Linked DNA regions of Zea mays: region 1 is linked to region 2. Evidence: chromatin contacts called from public Hi-C data. All regions are on one chromosome and are shown on one strand. The core of a region is the stretch at or near the end of the contact, and the rest is flanking DNA. Distances in the headings are between cores, read along the strand shown. Region 1 holds the start of LOC100275988. Region 2 holds the start of LOC100276871.

The links. A called contact is a pair of places that touch in the nucleus more often than the background predicts.
Region 1: a contact with region 2 is called in a Hi-C map of leaf, with 4 times the contacts expected there. The contact joins the promoter of LOC100275988 here to the promoter of LOC100276871 in region 2. A contact is called at or near these places in 12 of 25 Hi-C or Micro-C datasets (bundle sheath, ear, endosperm and 3 more).

What each region holds. Positions count from the first base shown.
Region 1 is chr10:26,127,266-26,134,739 of Zm-B73-REFERENCE-NAM-5.0, reverse strand. It overlaps LOC100275988, which reads right to left and starts at 5,702. Exons shown (of 2, transcript NM_001371524.1): 1 at 5,446-5,702; 2 at 2,513-2,999. The coding sequence starts at 5,688. The coding sequence ends at 2,727. LOC100284652 reads right to left here. Exons shown (of 4, transcript NM_001157547.2): 2 at 7,162-7,272; 3 at 6,695-6,817; 4 at 6,164-6,611. The coding sequence ends at 6,474.
Region 2 is chr10:25,913,350-25,920,589 of Zm-B73-REFERENCE-NAM-5.0, reverse strand. It overlaps LOC100276871, which reads left to right and starts at 2,545. Exons shown (of 2, transcript XM_020544992.2): 1 at 2,545-3,108; 2 at 3,208-3,884. The coding sequence starts at 2,800. The coding sequence ends at 3,588. LOC100277005 reads right to left here. Exons shown (of 13, transcript NM_001150680.2): 8 at 6,884-6,943; 9 at 5,896-6,116; 10 at 5,656-5,809; 11 at 4,972-5,047; 12 at 4,776-4,897; 13 at 4,499-4,661. The coding sequence ends at 4,983. It also overlaps the pseudogene LOC103642351.

The sequences.
Region 1 (7,474 bases), core at 4,453-6,952, 210 kb before region 2:
GAGAGTCATTTTGATGTAATATATGTGCTTGTTACTCTCTGTACTGGCTTCACTTTTGTATGATGCTTTTGGCTCGCAAACTCTATTATATACTCTCGATGCTCATGTTGGCTGTGTGTGTATTATGTTTTCACCTTATATGTTATCACCAGTCTTCTAGTTCTTGTTCATCGATTTAATTTCACTTTTATATATGAACAAGAAACTTATGATGTGTATGCATTCATTCCTATTATTATGTTACACACTCTTTCTGTCAAAGATTACTAAGTATAACTAACCATCTTCTCTATTGACAGAAATTTCAAAACAAACTACTCTCACAAATCTTGTAGGGTTGTCATCAATCACCAAAAAAGGGGAGATTGAAAGCATCTAGGACCCATGTTGGTTTTAGTGATTAATGACAACGTAATGTTATATGTGACTAATGTGTGTTTTGCAGAGACAAATGGTAAGTTAGGTCGCATTACATGTAGAAGTACTACAACGGTGAAAACAATCCCGGAGATAAGAACTCGAAGCGACGGCTAAAACGACGAAACAAAAAGTGAAGGACTACGTAGTTCGAGTGTCAAGGAGTTGTGGACACTCGTGATTTAGTTAGGTCTTTTATTCTGTTTTAGCCGTACTATAAAGAGGGTTGTCGATGAGTAGTTTAACCAAGAGAGTTCTAGTGTAGTGTTGGTGCATATTCACACTCACATATAGTGCTAGGTGACACTCTAGAACATACTCACAAGTTAGAACAAAAACCGAATTGAAAAACAGCGGAAAACAGAAAATAGGGTTTCTGGCCTTCGGGCACCGGACTGTCCGGTGCGCCCTCTGCTAGGTGGGGACAGGCTGGCCCAGGGGAAGGGTTTCCCCACGCAGAAACCCGAGAGCGCAAGGTTCCCGAGTGGAATTTTAGTGGCGCACCGGACAGTGCACCGGACTGTCCGGTGTGCCATCAGCCCAACGACTAGCTGTCAGAACTAGCCGTTGGAGTCGACCGTTGGCGCACCGGTGGCACACCGTTGGTGCACCGGTGGCGCACCGGACTGTCTGGTGCGCCCATGCGCAGAACAGTGCTGGTAACGGCTAGTTGGTGGGTGAGGGCTATTTATACCCCCTCCACCCACCATATTCAATGTCTTGCTGCCCACATTAATTCCTGCACATTGGAAGAGCATTGCAAGCACCAAAAGCCTAGTGAGGAGATTAGAGAATCTTAATCCCGCATTTGGACCTCATTAGCGCTAGCGAGAGCCACCTAGAGCACACACCACTTGCATTAGGCTTCTCTTGGTCAAGCAAAAGTCTACGGCTTGTTACTCTTGGTGATCGGCATCACCTAGACGGCTTGGTGGCGTTGGGATCTCGGTGATCACCGTGGAGATCTTGTTTGTGACCCGACTCAAGTTTGTAAGCGGCCGTGAGGGATCCACCGCGCCGGAGTGGCAAAGGATCATCTCGTAGTGAGCACTTGGTTCTTGTGAGGACCAAGGGGGAGCGATACCCTTGCACAGGTGCTCCAACGAGGACTAGTGGAGAGTGCCGACTCTTCGATACCTCGGGAAAAATTGGAGGAGTCTTCTAAACCTTGCTTTACATTTCACACTTAATTCAAGCATTTTACATTGTGTATTTGTTTAGCAAGTATTTGAAGTATTGTCTTAGCATTGTTCTATTTCTAGTATTATTCTCTTAGTGCTAGTTGTTGGGGTGAAGTTGGACTCTTGCTTAGGTTTTAATTAGTGTTGATTTTTAGAAAAGCTCAATTCACCCCCCCCTCTTGGGCATCGTGATCCTTTCATCAACTACATTAGGTCAGCATGCTATTTTTAAGTCCATGCCACACTCTACATTGCTTTGTCAATTGCTACAATTTGTTTGTATTCATGGCTTACTCCAAAAAATTTGCTGTTGTGAATGTTTCTCACCAACTGTGTTTCAGGTTACTATTGGATCATGGTTCGCCATTGATGCTATGCACATGCCACGCTAGAGTTCTCTGCTTCTTGACGTGAATGTGCTTCTCTCCCTTCATATTTAAACCTAAGTAGCTTGTTGTGTTTGTGCCAAAGACTTTTTTGAGCACTAGCACAACAAACCAACGCCTACAACGCGCTTTTGTGTACAACGATCATCTGCTTGTTGCACCATACATGTATAGTCTTCGAAGCTGCAAACTGTTAGAGTTATGTATTGCTGTACTGAACACCCTTTCGCAACTGTCTATACACTGTCTTTTAGAACCATTGTGAAACCTACGTCAGTGTCATATGTATTATATTATCGTATTGTATCCTACAATTTATTTGTGTTTCTACAATATGTTTATATTCCTACAATGTATTTATATACGTATCAGATCTGTATACATACAAAGATAGCATGTATCTGTTTTGGCACCGTAGGGTAGGGCGCCACGGAGCGCGCCCTTTATTTCTAGTCAACTGCAAATTCACACCCAAAACTACTTCAGAGAAGGCCACGCACTCCCTTAAGTCGACCCACCTCGTTGGCATTTCACCGCTCGTCTCAAAGACATGCTCATAAACAGAATAGTACGTTGGCGAATTTCAGCAGAAAAATGAAGTCTCGAGCCTATTCTCACCATTTTCTGTCAGCGACAGCCTCGGTGAGGAATGGTGATCGAATTGTTCATCGTCAAAAGTACATATAGCCTACGACTTCATCAAAAGTCGTGCCATATAGAAACTCCAGGTCGCGCACCACCGTCATTCATCAGGCAGTGACTCCTCCATCCTCTGAGCGATCAAACGGACTGCAGCGTTGGCGGCCGAGAAGGGGCCGTGGAAGCTCTCCCTGTACGACAGCTTGTCCAGGTCGCCCACCATCCTCAGCAAGATCTCTCCCAGGTCAGACTGCCCCGCTATCAGGGATTCGCGATACGACCGCGCGGCGGTGCTGCTGATGTCCACGTTGGCCGGCTCCGGGCAGTACTCGTCGTCGAGCCACTTGCGCAGTGTCTCCCTCAGCCATTCAGATTCCTGGCGGTCAGCAAAGAATGGAGGTAAGTTCCGCTGTGATTCGTAGCAGGCAATGTGACCGTGAATTCAGACATCCCATGTCACACAGAAATGCATTGGGATGACCCCAAAAGGGGTGCAAATGTGAGCAGCCAGTATCTGAAGTCTGGACACACGAACATGACCCCTGCAAATTGCGATATTTAACCTTTTGTCCCCGTTGCGAATGTCCCTCCTTCAAAAACCATTATTAAAATGCCATGTATTCTTCTTCGTTTCTTGTCAATTTTATCTGTGGCAAGCCATAGCAGCATATCAGTGTGGTTATGGTACGCATAAAGACGCAAATATTCCCACCTTCCTATCTCTTTCCGTGCCGGGTCGAGCCGATTTAATTGAGTCGAGGCACGGCACAGATAAATGGTGAGTCATGATGTGCCCGTCCATGGACCGAAGTCTAAGTCCAAGCACAGTCAGACTAGTTTTAAACGTCTCATTGCCGGGCTATCGTGACGTGTCGGGCGGCCTAGAGCTTGCCTTGTAACAGAGCTTAAAAATAACTTGTTTTTTTCAATTTTTGTTGTCGTTTTCTCCATTTTTCGCAACAGTACTCGAAAATAGCTTAAAAGTGGGGGACGAGTTGGTCATAGTTGTATATATGGTGGGCTAGATTGGGATGAATAAGGTCAGACCACAAACGGGTCGTGCTCGGCCTCATTGGGCTAAATGGGCCTATTGTAAACGGGTCGTTCCCATGCCGCCCGATGGGCTTATACCTAAGCCCAAGCACGACCCATGACGGGCCTCGTGCCGGCCTAAGCACGATTACTATCGTGTCGTGCCTGTGTCGTGGCAAAATGGTTGTGCCTCGTGCCGGCTCATATAGCCCGCCCCATCTGGTCACCTATAGCTCCAACTGCATCTCCAAGTTCGCCAAGGAGTTTTTCAAAGCGCCAAGCACTTCCTTGCTGAGATCTACCATGTTAGGATACACTAACCAGATCAACTCAAAAGATTAAGTTGATGGAATAAGGTAGGTAATCCACTTATACACTTCAACATCCCCACTCACATGCATCTACAGAGAAACAAATGAAGCCTCCGCTAGGATTTAAACTCGAGTCATCTGGCCTTAATACCATGTTAGAATGGACATACTAACCAGTTTAACCCAAAAACTTAAACTGTTAGGGCAAGACAAGACAAAGACAACAACTAAACAGCTGCAACCTGTCACTGAGAGTGTGCCATTACAAACAATTGCACCCGTGGCAAAGAAGGATAGCTTGGTTTTGATGGATCTCACCGGTTTTACCTTCACTGGTGCAAGAGATCAAGCAACAATTGAACACCAAACTGATCCAAGGGCTAAGGTGGAAAACCGAGACCTAACAGTCCCTGTTAAGTCTGGCGGTTCCATCAAGGCTATCAATGATCAAATATGGAACAATATGGATGTCGATGATAATCTGCTGATTGCAGGTAGAGGAATGTCAAATGGAAGGCAGGTTGATAAATCTGAACAACCAGTGCTGAAACTGACTGCAGATGAGGACATGACAACTAAGGCTATGAAGAGGGTGGCTGCTAGAAACCTTGATGTACACGCACGCAAGGCTAGGATGAACAGACCAAGGGGAAGTTCATGTTCTCCCCCACCAGTTCTACAAAAAAAAAAGTTTTGTTTTCAATAGCGTGATGACTCTTAAAACGGGCTGTTCTCCAACTGTCATAATTGCAAGAGCAAGTTGTGTCGGGCTTGCAACTTTTGATGCAAATGGCTAAGCTTTTCTTCTTCTGGGCACATAGGCGGTGATCTAGTCTATGGATTGAAGGCCATTAGAATGGTGCTTGAGCTCTATTATTATTGTCATTGTTATTGTTACTATCACTACTACTACTATTACTATTACTATTATTATTATTATTATTTTCTTTTTTTTGGCTATGTGGTATGCGCTTTATGAGCATAGGCCGGAAGTCTCCTAGCCAAAGCTCAAAGCTTTTTATCATCTTGATGTACTGTTAATGGTTTCAATATATCGCTTCCCTTTCCGAGAAAAGAGAAGGGGAGATGTATTTGTGCCTTTACGCGTGTCTTAGCCAGCTGACATACTATTCTGATTTGCCATTTAAGCAAAATTGATAAGAAACAAACAAGAATGCACGCTTCGATGGCAAATATGTAAGTGGCATTTTAATAATGAATTCTGAAGGCTGTATTGGGAAACCGGGGAGCAATTTTTGGTTTGAAGTGACGGTATACTATCATTCTACACCATGACCCCTGCAAATTTCGTTTGAAAGTGAGAAGCATCAATCTGCCCCATGAGCGTAGTATGTTCACCCTACTACCCTAGATTGTTTACCGGTACCTAAGAACTGGAGAACAGCTATAGCAACCACGACGAGGCTGCGACAAGAATCGGTGGAAAAAATCAGAGAAAAGACCAAGTTGGGACCGAACCTGCGTTGCTCCTGCAGGCGTCAGCCAAGAATCGGGCACCCTCAGCTCCTGCACGCGGTTGTCCCGCTCCCCGTCGGCGGCGCGGAGATGCCACCGGGGAGGATAGGCGACCCGGACGGAGGCGGAGGCCAGGAAACGGGTAGGGTTGTTGGGGAGAGCTAGGAAAAGATGCGCCTTCGACGGACGGAAAGGATAATGGGGGCGGCCATGGAGAAGAGCAGCTAAGGAGGTAGAAGATAACATTTTTTTCCTCTTTTCTTTTTTTTGGAAAAAAGTTGTCTATACTTTTCAGAGGATCGCGCTCTCCAGCGGAAAAATTTGTGGATTTCATTTGTCCCAAATCCATAGTGTCATCCTCCAAGCTTCCTTGCGTGCTGGATCCTGCCGAATTTGAGTGGCACTGTTCTCTTGTGACAGTTTGTGACCGATGCTACAGCTTTCAGCTGAAAGTTGATTTTATAGGTAACAGTAAAAAAACTGCCACATGGGTAAAATTATTGTTAATGTGTTCCATTATCACTGGTTCTCTCATTAAAAAAACTTTCTTCTTAATCCTGTCCTTAATCTGGCTTATAACTCAAGTTGTGATCGAGCAACCACAAAGCTGAAAATTCATTAACGCTTGTGGTTCTGGACTTGTGGTTAACATTAACAATACCATGGGGAAGCACCTGACATCCTGGTATTTGCATATATCTGCACCCCAAGCTCAACAATTAGTACTGCATCTGATTCAGACTTTCATGTGTGTGACTTCCCAAAACTAAAAAAGCAACAGTTGCATTGACTCTTCATAACAGTCCATTGGTTTCTCTATAGCAGCACTACAAGTTACAACATACAAATTCAAAGTGGAATGAACTGTCCTCATCTGCTTCATGTGGCCTTTGGGGCTATCTAATTCACCTCAGCAACACCAATACAAAACCTCATCTTGAATCATCAAGAAAGAACAAATGGGGCAACACGAACAAATTAACACACAACATAGATCAAACACAAGGTCGTCGATCGCAAGGTTGCTGGATCTAGACGACCTTTGGAGGTGCCTCCAGCATGAGCTTCTCGATAAGGTCCGCAGCGTCCTGCACTGTTGCGATGTCCTGTGCGCTTGTTTCGTCGACTGTTATGTTGAACGCCTCCTCGAGGCCCATCACAATCTCGACCTGCAGGAGAAAGTTGGCGAAATTAAAGTGCTGCTGTTTTTTTTGTTTTTGAGCTACCGTTGATTTCGATGCAGAGGGATTACCGTATCCAGCGAATCAGCGCCAAGTTCAGCGAATTTTGATTCGGCAGTGATGGCGGTCCCATCGGGAAGAGCCAGCTGCTCCTTCACTATACTGCAAACCTTGTCCACTGTCTCTTTCTTAGCCTAATCAATAAACATGAGAATGATGATATTTCAGGTCTTCAAAAAGATGTGACTGCTTCACATCAGGAGTAAGCGCATGTTGACAATCTCAGAAACAGGCAATATGGCTGTCAAGAACCAGGTCACACTCTTCACACCATCTAGTGGTTTGTACTTTCTATACAAATAGCTAAATAATTCCATCTTTTTTTTGCTAACTATACAAAGAATTCAAGTTAATTATAGTATCCCGTATGATGTTAGCAAATAAAGATAACTGTCAATACGAAAAGCTACTACAAATAGGCTGTTGCTTCATCCACCAAACAACTGTTGCTAGCAACAAAGGATGAAATGATGCATACCGAACAGCAAATCTTAAACCCAAGAGACCTTTGTCTTGAGCGGATGGATACAGAAGTCATCCTGTGGCTCTGGAAGGAAACCGAGGTCCAGCTTGGAATCACATTTGTGACCTGAAATAATTGGATTGTTCATATGCACAGAACAACATAGAGTACAATATTGAGAGAATGGCAATTGACACTGAAACAAGATTGACATAGCGCATGTAGTGCAAATACCCTTTTCTAAAAAAAACTTCAAAGCTGCTCCTACTCTCATGCTGGATGTTCAATGAAATCAAAACCAAACAACAGATTTGGGACGGGAAGTCCT
Region 2 (7,240 bases), core at 1,296-3,795:
TAAATAAAGAAACAGTGCCATGAATTAGAGGTGCTTTTTTGGCTAGAAAAAGTTGAATTGCTCTGCCTACTAAGCTGTATTTCTTTTACCTTCATCTTGTAATTCCAAGAAACTGAAGATACATCTGCAATATTTTGTTAAATAAAAATAAGGGAAGAAAGTAATATCTCATGAGGTCAAAACATGTGCTTCATCTTCTTTATTTTGCATAGATTTTTCATCTTTTATTCAATTAAATTGGGGAAGAGAAAAGAATATGTTGGAGACGTCGAGAGATGAGTTTTCACCTAAAAACACTTTTGTGTTGTTTTCAGTGATTTGATGGAGTTGCTATTAGGCCTCCTTCTAATTTGTATATTCTCTACTACTATTTAAGACTATAGTGTAGGCGTTCATGGTGCACGGTTCTGCCCCCTCCCCACACCCCGTGCCAAGGGCAAGGACGACGATTTGGCAAAGTCCACCAAGGTTTCCAAGATGGGCGCCAAATCTGAGGCTGTCGTCGCGGCTGGGAAGGCGAAGAAACCGCCGGCGGCCAATTCGACCGCGGATGCCGGTGCCAAGCCGACCAAATCAGGCAAGAAGGCACCGGTGATTGCCGACGCCAAGGCAAAAGCCAATGCGACCGTCGTCAGCAAGGAGTCGGCGGCGGAGGTTGAGGTTGAGGAGGACGTGGTGTTGACCAAGCAGGCAGAGGAAGGCTCCGACGACCACATCTCCGAGTTCTGGGACCTGCCTAGTCGGCTGCAAGAGACGCTGATGCCGGACCTGGCGCGCCTCTAGCAGCACTTGAAGGCGTACCTGTCCGCGGTGAACGCTGGGATCACCGACGGCGTGCGCCCGATCCTCGGCGGCCGGTGGGCGGCGGTGCTGCTGCCGCTCTTCATGCTCACCGTGCTGGTGTGGCGCATGGGCCCGTACCTGCCGCTCCTCCACCACGTGCTGCTGCTGGAGCAGGCATACCTCGCCATCTACTCTGCGACGCTCGCGCTCACCGCGACCGCCACGGGGCTGGAGCCGCCGCGCTTCATCCACGCGGCCTCCCCCGCCGCCTACGCCTGGACGCATGCTGCACAGTCACTCGACTTCATGGCCTACCTCGTGCTCCAGATGGTGGACCTCGTCGTCGTCTTCTCGGGCACCACCTCCCCTGAGGACGACGACAACGGGACGCCGCCAAGGCCCTCGGGCTCGCGCAGATGGTGGTCAGCCTCGCCGCCGGCGTGCACTGCTATGTCGCCATCTTCCACCGCGCCGCGGCAGGGGCCGCACCCCGCGCCAACTGGCGCGTGTACGCCGTGTACGCGGCCTGCTTCGCAATCGTGTGCGCATGCACACGCGCCGAGAGGAGGAAGAAGGCCTACCTTGCGGGCACCGACCGCGTCGCCGAGGAGTGGAAGAAGAGCTGAGCTGATCGCGTCGGGAACAGAGAGAGAACTTCTCTGGGAGAAAAAAAATCCCAATACGGTGGTCGGTGGAAGCCCAACTGCCCATGTGCATGAAGGTAACCCAGAATTTAGGAATAAAAAGAGGGTAAAAAAGTAAAAGAATATGGAAGCAAGTTGTGATTTTCCTTTTTTTTTCTTCCCTTTTCTACATTTATTATTTATATAACATGTTCCCCTTCAATGCATCAATAGGATGTTTGGCCGAGGAACACATCATTTTCTTACTCCTCATCTTGCTCATCAACCATGGTTGTTCTTTTTTCCTACTTTTCGCGCTCGCACAGTTCGACTACCTCATCCCACCAATGGGGATGGACAAATGCAGCGCGAATAGACAATTGTAGCACGAACAGCATGGACAGCGACAACGTACACAAGGCGGGCATGGTGATGAATGGGTTGCCCATCAGTGTGTACGCATCAGAGACATTGGGGTGTGCGGCGGCCATGTCCACAGACGGTTGATGAGCAAGATGCTCGGGCGCATTCGGGATTCACCGCTGATCAGGTTCAACACATACACATGCGGCACGTGTGCCGCGTCAGGCACGCTCAAGTGGGACATGACCACTGTCATGGAGTACAAGGGCCTACCCCTGCAGCAGGTCGTCGACTACTATGTCAGGGGCACGGTGCAGAATATCCAAAGACAACTATTATCAATAATTAGCCAATATAAACTATTTACAAATCTTTACTAATGTTTATAAAATAGCATATCCCTATATCATTGTGTTTAGGAAAAATGGTGTATTAGTATTGACACATCGCGTATCCATAGGAAATCTCGTAATTGATTAATAACATCTTGTTGACCACATGTGTAGATATTAGACAATATATGTGTTTTATATATGAACATGTATGGTGTTTAGTTGCTTCTTCTACTTTGTTCTAATTGATGAATAAAAAATGAATGGGTCTTTTCTCCTTTTCTTCCTGTCGAGAGAGCACATCTCATAAAGTGATCTAAAATTAATTACTACTAATACTTTTATCAGCGGTGTTCGTATATCGTCACAACGCACGGACAACTGACTAGTAATAATAATAAGATAAGCGGAAGAAAAAAAAAAAGGTATTTCATTTGAGACTTTGAGTACAACCGCGGGGGGCGGAAGCAGGCAAGCTGCACGCAGCCTTTCTCATAGTTTGTTTTGTCCCGTTGTGAGGACCTAACAGAGCGGCGAGCTTGACCAGTTTCCCAAAGCAAGCGACTCCTCCGGTCTCCCACCTCTGCAGCTGCCCCCCAACAGCCCAGCTGCAGCTTCCATTCCTGGCTAACCACCACCAACCCAAAGCAGCTGCTGCGGCACTTTGGTCACGTGCCCACTGCACACCTGACACCAACATGGCCGCCATGTCACGCCACCACCACGACCCGCTTCTTGTCTTGTCTTCTCTTCTCTCTTCCCTGCCAAGACAAAGATCAAACGAACCCACGCGTCCCCTTCCCTCTCGTGTCGTGCAGAAGCAGAAACCCACCCGTCGTTCCGCCATGGCTGGAGAAGGAGGAGGACGGCTTCCGCTCGACCTGTCCCTGGCCACCGCGGGGCCGTCGGCTGGCGAGCGGCGGCCGAGGGCGCGGCCGAACCGGCGCACCCTGTCCTCGCTCTATGCTGAGCTGGGCGCGATGCTCCCCAACCTCCCCATCGACCGGGTGAGTCCCTGCCCCCGACGGCCCTGCTTCTTGCCTATTCACCATTTGTGTGTTTTGTTTGACGTCGTTTCCTGCCAAAACCGTCGACGGCGCGCGCAGCCGGCGAGCAAGGAGGAGATCGTGGACGCCGCGGCGGCGCGCGTGAAGGTCCTGGAGGACACGGTGGCCGTGCTGGAGACGTACCACTCGGTGCGCAGCCCCCTCCACGGGGCCGGCGCCGGCGCCGGCGCCGCTGCTGCCCGGCGGCCCGAGGTGTCCGTGGCCGTCGGCGCGGTGTGCTTCTGCGCGCGGCTGCCGGCGCGGAGCCCCGGCTCGCTGACGCGCGTGCTGGAGGCGTTCCACCGCCGCGGGGTGGAGGTCCTCGTGGCCACGGTGGGGCCTCACGGCCACGGCGGCGCCGCCGTGGTCACGGTCACCGCTGCCGCCGCGCCGCCCGAGGTCCTGCAGATGATCAGGGCCGACATCACCGGCATCTGCTGATCCATGGGTAATCAATGGCTTCTGCTGCTCGCGGCGATTGCACCTTTTGCTACCTCTCATCCGACGGCCATGGCCTCCAACTTTTTTTTTGGTACGAAATCAGCTAGATAGGTGAAATGGCTAGTGCTGTAATAACACCGGCAAAAGCAGACATTTCCGATTCTGTAGCTTCAATCTGCGGCGCCAGCGTTATCCAACGATAGAGATGTTCTTGTTTCCGTATCTTTTGGCATCTTTTATTTGCATTTAACGAAATGCAATGTGTCAGGTTGATATTAGCAAGGATTTTGAACTCCGATCTCATGGTTAGAAGAACAGGTCCGTCTGCTACAAGCTATCTTGATGATGATAGAGTATGACTGATCTAACGAATACCATTTCTTAAAAAAATGAGCAAATTTGATAGAACTCGTTCTCTAACTGTAGCTGACAATGAGATGGGGCAATGCTGCTGCTAGTTGCTCACCAAAGGGTGAAAGGATAGCAAAACATTCCCCAACAAAATTCCCCCGTCTCAATTTATAACTCGTTTGTCTTTTTTGCCAAATTTGACTTGTCCAATTTGTTTTGAAAATAATGAAACTTCAAAACCATATTTAAAGTATATTATATACTAAACAATATCACAGTAATACTAATTATGAATTTTTTTAAGTAAGATCGGTCAGTCAAATTTAATATAAAAAAGTTAAACGAATTATAAATTGAAAGTGAACCACTCCGCCGCGCAATCGCCCTCAACCGACAACTACATCCCTCGATACGCCCAGCAACAGCGACAGCTTTCCGGCAAGGTGAATACGGAAGGGCTCATCCACCGGCAGCTGGCAGCGGTAGCCCGTAAAACGGTTCAATCGCCGGCTAGAAAGCTAAACTTAGGGCAAGAATCAAACACAAAACATCAATCAACTAGAACTCAATGCCCAAAAGATGAAGGCTACATTCAAAATGTTCATCAGGTCCACGACCTTCGGCAGGAAGAAGCCAAGGCCTCTGTGGCCATATTTACAGGTAAGTTCATCGTCAGTGCTACAACTAGTGCTGTTAGCTTCTAGTACCAATGGCCGGCGAACCTAGGCGGAAACAGACGAAACCATGTTAATTATGCGACAGTATAACATATGCCGTGAATTGCCGGTCAAAAAACAAAAAAACATATGCCACGAATTTTAGATATCCTGACTTACCAAAACCTCGGATCGGGACAGTCCAAATTAGAACAATCCTGACAATAACCAATTTCATTTGGAAAGGAGAAAAGAAGAGACTGTTCACCAGAAGAGACACTTCCACTTAACCAATAAATTACCTGTGAAATCAATCAGCGTAAGTTCATTATGTCAGGATCCGAGTTCAAGAAAGTAAAGCCAATAGGGGGCATACCTACGAATGGGCTACTCTACTGGGAACTTGATCGCATGAACACGTCCATTAGGTTGCTGTTGCGTCTTCTTGCTGCCTGGAGAACAAATTTCACATAATTACTAGTAAGATAATACTCCAACACATCCTTTTTACGTTAGATGGTTCCTAGGCATCAGAGTGGTGCAGGAGCCATCCAAGCTATATTTGAATGAACTAGAGCTAATAGTTAGCTGCTAAAAAGTTACTAGTAGAATTACCTAGCTAACAAATAGTAGTTGGTTAACTATTAGCTGAATTATTAGTTGGGCTGTTTGGATGTCTAAAGCTATTTTTAGCAGCTAACTATTAGCTATAGTGTATTCAAACAGGGCCTCAGTAAACTAAAAAAGATGAGATACCATTTTTGCATGCCTGAAGCTATGTAACTACAGGGTCAATCGGACTCTTGCAAAGCTGAAAACTGTAATATACTTTGCTTAGAACAGAACAAAAGTATGGACTGTAAATTTTCTCTCATAGAGCTGTATTTTGAACTTCCAGTTGATATATAGTTAACATAGTTTCACTGGAATATTCTTTAACTTTACATAAGTTCCCTGGCCCAGTTATAGATAACTAACACAACTGAATAGCAACTTAACAATTCTCAATGAATGAAGTCACATACTACATGAAGCGGAAGAGCAAAAGATCATTTCCAACCTTTGTTTCTCGAATGGGGAATGGTAGCTTTATTGCATCTGGATCGTGAACCTTCATTTTTAATTGCAGATGCTTGTGCACTTGCTCTATCAGTTTTTGTTCCTTGTGACTGGTTAGGCCTGCTTGCTGCTAATTGCTGAGGGTCTGCGAGAGGCTGATGAGAAGCATCATAGCAGAATGCATCATCAGTAAGAGAACATGAAAAACTATCCTGCCAATGAGCTGAGGGTGGCATCAAACCTTTGTTTGAGGAACAAGGCTCTTCTGAGTAGGCAATGCTGAGTTGCCACAAGAAGAAAACCGTGATGATGCCATCAATCCATTCTCATGTGACACGTTTGGAGTTGTGTGGCCACTCAAATGCTGCACACATGATTCGCGATAAAGCTGGCCAAGCTCAAATCGAAGACGGTAGTTGCCCTGTGAATGATACATTTTTGTTGCAAGAGGAACTGGCGCATCTGATATAAATTAAATAGAAATCAAAACACTATACAGTTAAGAGGGTACAGCGCAATGAAAATTGAACAAGATATATTATCCTCATGTGAATGCAACATTTGGGAAATTGGATGAACATCCAAATTAAGTCTCAGGTAGAAAAAGGAGAACACTGAAGGAGTGAAGGTAAGCCTTCCGATAATGCTGCATAGACATGCCGTGAAGGTTCCGTTATGGACCAACTTTAAACATTAAATCTTAATTGGATAGGCAAAAGTAATTTTCTGGGAGTTCCTCCCTTCTTATTCTATGGTTACTGACTTTACTCCCATCAACTGGATAGAATACTAGAACTATGCAAGCAAGGTTCCATCACAGACAAACTGAGTGTAAAAATTAACCTTGACTCAGTAAGCAAAAACAAACAATTTTCTAAGGAAACCATTTATTTTGTTTTTTTCTTGTCACTGAGATGCAATATATCAGAGAACCTTTCATCCTCAGTTAAAGGAAACCTTTCAAAATACCCTTTCACTTGAAGTTCAATTGAGCCAAAGAAAAAAAGTAGCGAGTGGATGGAGCCCATGTCACTGAAATAGTGAAATGATTAGAACATTGTCTATCCAGTACCACTAAAAATTGCTTAGCTTAGCTTTAATCCAAGAAAGGAGAAAGGAGACCATAACATGCCTACTTTGTCCAACCATGAAAAAACACAAGCATGGGATAACATGCAGCTCGACAATCTCTAGGAGGGAGCAGAGGACACCTGAGAAGCAATCAATACCTCTGGGATGATTTTTAGGCACATTGATAGTAGCTGAACTATCAGCAGACAGGCCCAGCCCTACAAACCAAAGATGCATGTAAATAAAAACTACAATAAAAAAATGAAACCCAATAGTAAGATATCATGTTATCAGCTGAAACATTCGTTTTTTGGCCGAGAAAAGCCTACACACTTCATTGTTTCGACAAAACATATCCAAGAGGGCATTAGTTTCCTATGTATTATCCCTGGAAATATAACACTGGTTTTATCTTAACATGCAAATGAAATGGTCCCGCAAACTTATATAACTAGACAGCACAACCTAATGTGGATACACAAAACTTCTTCATGCCCATAGTAGCTATACTAACC